Linked DNA regions of Sus scrofa: region 2 is linked to region 1. The links are chromatin contacts, called in public HiChIP or PLAC-seq maps. All regions are on one chromosome and are shown on one strand. The core of a region is the stretch at or near the end of the contact, and the rest is flanking DNA. Distances in the headings are between cores, read along the strand shown. Region 1 has its middle 38 kb from the start of SLC23A2. Region 2 overlaps TMEM230 (transmembrane protein 230).

The links. HiChIP or PLAC-seq counts read pairs in DNA pulled down with a chosen protein or histone mark.
Region 2: a contact with region 1 is called in an H3K27ac HiChIP or PLAC-seq map of alveolar macrophages. The contact joins two enhancer-like sites. A contact is called at or near these places in 1 of 5 promoter capture datasets (liver) and 1 of 2 datasets of contacts at active chromatin or transcription factors (alveolar macrophages).

Annotation. Positions count from the first base shown.
Region 1 is chr17:13,982,823-13,985,507 of Sscrofa11.1, reverse strand. It overlaps a transcript of SLC23A2 not described here. Among named protein-coding and RNA genes, the nearest start is that of SLC23A2, 38 kb to the right of the region's middle. Within about 2 kb of position 1,352, at least 33 of the 83 cell types and tissues checked have an H3K27ac peak or open chromatin away from gene starts, as enhancers often do. A contact at or near this core is called in alveolar macrophages, where this site is marked.
Region 2 is chr17:14,125,626-14,128,310 of Sscrofa11.1, reverse strand. TMEM230 (transmembrane protein 230) reads left to right here. Exons shown (of 4, transcript NM_001244345.1): 4 at 1,410-2,583. The coding sequence ends at 1,550. Among named protein-coding and RNA genes, the nearest start is that of TMEM230, 9.4 kb to the left of the region's middle. Within about 2 kb of position 1,385, at least 3 of the 83 cell types and tissues checked have an H3K27ac peak or open chromatin away from gene starts, as enhancers often do. A contact at or near this core is called in alveolar macrophages, where this site is marked.

The sequences.
Region 1 (2,685 bases), core at 103-2,602:
AATGGCTTTGTAGTATTTTAACTTAAAAGTATTTTACTGTCATGATTTAGATTTATTTTACAACTCAATATAATTATACTCATGTAGTTGTTTTCTAGAGCAATGATTTTATTGGATATGCATTTTTTAAGAGACAAATGTTAAATATATTGAAATGATTTTGATCAAACACATCTAGAAAATGATGGTGACTGTTTTTCTGATCTTGGGACTTGGCAGAGGAACTTCCCCCAGCCCTTTTTTTGGTTGCACGTGGCTTGTGGAAGTTCATGGGCCAGGGATCAAACCCACACCACAGCAGTGATTAATATCCTTAATTTTTAAGGAGTTCATACAGATGAATAAGAAAAAAACCCAAACCTACTGAAAAAAGGGCAAAAGGCATTTATATAGTTCATAAGAGAATTATAGACATACGAACTAAAGGAATCAGGATTGAAACCAAATTTCATTCTTTGCATGTCAAATTTGCAGAAGTTTAAAAAAAAAATCTAGGAATGGCAAGTGTGGTTAACATAGTTTTCTTCTCTTGTGCTTTCTTTGTTAGCATGCCAGTTTTTTCAGAATAAATTGGGAAGATTAACTATTTCCCATTTCTTACCAGAAAGGTTAGGCTATAACTGGCCTGTGAATTTGTCCTGGTCTGGCATATTTCTTGAGCATAATTCTTTGCTTTTGCATTTTTCCCTATTGTTATTTGTACAGGGTCTCAAAAAATAGTTTTTTTTCTAAAAAAATATTGCTCATTTCATCTAGAATTTCAGGTATACACGTGCCTGAAAGTTAAGTCCTTTAAAAAATGCAAACTAAATGTAAAAGCATGGCAAGTATATAGTATTCTGTGTTTGCCCTTGCTTTCAGAAGATATTCTTTGTCATATTAAGCAAGTACATTTTAATTTTAATTGAAGAGGTTTGTTTTTGTTTTTTTAAATCGGGACTGAGTGTTTTGTCAGTCTTTTTTGGCATGACTGAATTGATATAATGATTTGGCTGCTTAGTTTCTTGCCTGTGAATGGGATTGGCCCTGGGGTTGTATCTTTCCTGCTTCTGAAGTGTTAACATCCCCTTTTAAGGAAACAGTAAAGTGCAAAAATGACAGTTCTGTATTACAATTTCCCTGCATATTTTTTGGTGACTGTTTTTTTCTGTGGGAAATTGAAGTCTGGAAACCAGACTTTGTACTGTTGCACACCCCAATTAAGAGACAAGAGAAGCACTGTGAATAGTTTCTTGTGAGTGTGGAGTGGCCTTTATTGGTGGAAGGTCAGGTGATGTGTCATTGTGTTCCAAGTGATGTTTCCTCTGAAATGCTCTCAAGAGCCTGGGCTTTGATCTCAGCTGTATAGCCTGTGTGCAAAGGGCAGGTTTTTCTATTTCCTGAGTACAGTGGGACCGACGAAGGGGAGGGCTGTTCCAGTGGTGCTGTGACGGAAGTTCAAGGATGCTCACGTGATAACTGAGTCTTATTTTTGTTTTGTGGTTTCTCCTGCTTGATTCTTTTCTCAAAGCTTCCTTTCTTTAAAATATATTTGCATTTCCCCGATGTTAGAATCTCTGACCCAAATCTGTGTTTTGATCTCTGATAGTTGTTCAGTGGAGTAAAAAGTGAGTCTTTCCAAACACTTATCTTACCTATCAGCTTTAAAAATACCTTCCAAAAATAAATATAGAGTCATAGTGCTTTTTATGATTTGTCTAAATGATATTTTGTTAATTTGCAACTTTGCCCTCAAAACCTTAAAAAAAATTTTTTTTAGCTTTTTAAAGGATTTTTGAAAGACGCGTACACATGTTGGAAAATAATTTCAACTCCTCACAGTTGGATAAAGCAGATTTTAAAAGTCATACAGCCTCTTATACCCCCTACAGTCAAGGCAGTTTGATGTTTATCCTTTCCTTTGTCATAAATATGTTAGTATAATTATACTTTTAATAAAAGTTGGATTATGCTATACATATTGTGCAACTTGCATTTTTCAAAGTACAAAATGTATGATTTGTTTCACCTAAGATAACATGTTCTTTTAAAGCTTTTCTTGCTACTTTTTCCCTGTTCTTTCCATTATTCCTCTTCTTGACTAATCTTCACTGATGGATGTCACATTTTGCCTCCTTTTCTTTCTCTCTCTTTTTTTTTAAAGGGCTATACCCATGCATATGGAAGTTCCCAGGCTAGGGAACAAATTGGAGCTACAGCTGCCAGCCTATGCCATAGCTCATGACAATGCCAGATCACCGACCCACTGAGCGAGGCCAGGGATTGAACCCACATCCTCATGGATACTAGTCAGATTTGTTTCTTCTGTGCTACAGTCGGAACACTTGTGTCTCCTTTTTGACTATGTAAAATTTTAATAAACATAGCTTAAAATAGATTTTTGGTTATGAAAATCATTTGGGGAAGTAAGTTACCCTTTTTTTTTGCCTTGGATGCCAAATATGTTTTAGAAGGAGAAAACCATAATTTCTGTATTCATAGTCTAATCATGTAAAATGAGTAATATTTTTTACCCCAAATAGCAAAATGCCAGTGTTTAGTTTCTGAAGTTAAAAAAAATACAAGATTACTGGAGGACCTTTGAAAGCTGGACTGGTACTGCTGATGGCATTTGTGTGTTTATTCAGAGTCATCTGTGAGTGGCAATGCTAATTTGCCCTAGAACTGACCATGAAGTTGAAAGAT
Region 2 (2,685 bases), core at 136-2,635, 140 kb before region 1:
CTGTTTGTGAATGAAGCAGCCAAAATTACATTGATTAGATAGCCTATACATTGTGCAGATAGTCCTGCTAGAAGATTTTTAGATTGGGTGTAAGTCTTTAGGGAAATCTTCCTTAGCTTAAAACAATGGGAAAAATCAGAAGGAAAAGAAGGGTAAATTTAACTATAAACATTTAAAACTGCACCCAAAAAGGGAGTTCCCTTCGTGGCTCAACGTAATGAGCCCGGCTAATATCCACGAGGACACGGGTTCGATCCCTGGCCTTGCTCAGTGGGTTGGGGATCTGGCATTGCTGTGGTTGTGGTGTAGGCCAACAACTGCAGCTCCATTTCGACCCCTAGTTGTGGGAACTTCTGCAGGTGTGGCCTTAAAAAGCAAAAAAACCCAAAAAAAACTACACTCCAAAAAAGCAAGACTGACAAAGCAATTTCATGAAGGTGGATCTATTCATTAAGAGCACTTATTGAGCCTCTATTGTATGTTGGACACAGCTGGGGATAACAAGGATGAACAAAGTCCTTGCCCTTGTAGAACTCCCTCCAAAGTTGAAGCCCTACTGATAAAGAGACTAAACACCTTTCCTCCCTCTTTGACCTGTGAATTGTGCTCTTGGGAATATATACTAAGGAAATAATCTGGAAGGCCAAGCAGAACCCTGAACTTTATTGTGGTATTCTGTACAGTTATAAAAAGTGAGACACAACCAAAGTATCCAGCTTTCTGGGGGCTGGATATGTAAAATTGTGGTATATCCATTATAGTGGAATGTTACACATCATTAGCTGACATGTATACTATTATAGGTGTACACCTAATGACTTGATATTTCTGTGCATTGGGAAATGATCACCACAATAAGTCTAGTTGTCCTCCATCACTACAAATAGCTATAATTTTTTTTTCTGGTGATGAAACGTTTAAGATCTACTCTCTCAGCAACTTTCAAATATGCAGTACAGAATTACTATGTCACCACTCTGTACATTGTCCCTAGAACTTATTTTATAACTGGAAGTTTGGACCTTTTGACCAGCCATTTCACCTACCTCCCATTCTCCCAGTTAAGAGCTGTTAATAATATTTTGGCAATTCTTTGTTATAATAAGAGAGAAAAACAAGGTGCAGAGTATGTATTTACAACTAAAAACTTTAAGGAAGAGTAGAGGGAAATAAGCCAAAGTAACTATGGATGAACATGGATAATTTCTTTATAATTTTTAGTACTTCGCAGTTTTTCTGAAGTTTATAAGGAGGAAAAAAAGATGTAAACCTTTTCCCTTGGTAGTGTACTACCCAAAGAAAGTGCTCTGAAAGGTATAAGATCACTGGTCTGTGGATTGAGCCTATAGCTTTATTTTTGCCTTTATAACTTGCATGGTACTAATGTGTTTGCCTCCTTCTGCCACCAGGGGGCAGACCGGGCTGTTCCTGTCCTGATCATTGGCATCCTGGTGTTCCTGCCAGGATTCTACCACCTGCGCATTGCCTACTATGCATCCAAAGGCTACCGGGGTTACTCTTATGATGACATTCCAGACTTTGATGACTGACATCCACCTCAGCCCTGAGGAGAAGAGTCACAGATGAGACTGAGCCTGACTTTATGACATTGAGCAGAAACTATGTCTAGGAACTAAGGATTTCTGCAACTGGCAGATGTTTAACAAAACAGTGGCCAGATTTTAATGGGTCTGTCCTAAAGATGTTAATTGAATTTACAACTAGCTCATTAGGATAGTCTCTAATTTTCATCTCCTGGCCCTGAGACAAATTTTTCCATATGCATATGTATCACGAAGAGTAGCAGTGTTAATTGCATGAGAAAGCGGGAGGTTATTCTTCAGCTTTTGCTGCCACCATCATTTTTAGAGTTAAGCATTTCTTTCAACTAGTCCTCAATGTCAGTATGTTCTTGTGGCAAATGGAAGAATGCAGTATGTCAGATTTCTTGTTACTAAGTAATTTCTTTTGAAAATAGATCTAAGTGTCTTATCCCCATACTCATCATGTCAAATCAAATATCAGTGTGGGTGCATCTGTAATTTTTTTACTTGATTTTTTTTTTTAACTCAATGCATTTTTTTTTTAACTCAATGAATTTATCACTTTACTTGCTTTCTTATTAACAGCAACTAGGAATTTTTAAAACCTCAGACCAAAGTTTCAAAATGTAAACACTTTGTTCACCAATCCTTGGCCCCATCTCTGATGTGGTTCACTGATAGCTTGGCCAGTGTATAGTTCGGATCATTCTGTCCTTTGTAGATAAAGATGTTCTGTATATCATACCTTTAAGGACTGGATTTTTGGCTGTTTCCTAAGGGAAAATATAGATAAGTGGTTATTATTTAGAGTTTATAACCTGACGTTAGCATCTTGTGTTATGATGACATTGTGCTGAAGATTGTAAGCATTGGCCTGGATCTCTAGAGGATTAGACTGCCTTAGTTTGATTGGTTTCCTAGCTTGCAAAAAGTGACTAATATTCAGAAGAAATTAAAATGTCGAAATCTAAATCCTAGACTTTTAACATACTTCAGAAAACATGTTAATGATTATATTATATCACTGATCCCCCCAGTACCTAGGACTCCCTCCTCATTTTTTGACGACTGGCATTGTATGTTAGAATGCTTTTCATTCATTTGGGGAGGGGTGTGGGGTTTTTTTTTTTTGTCTTTTTGG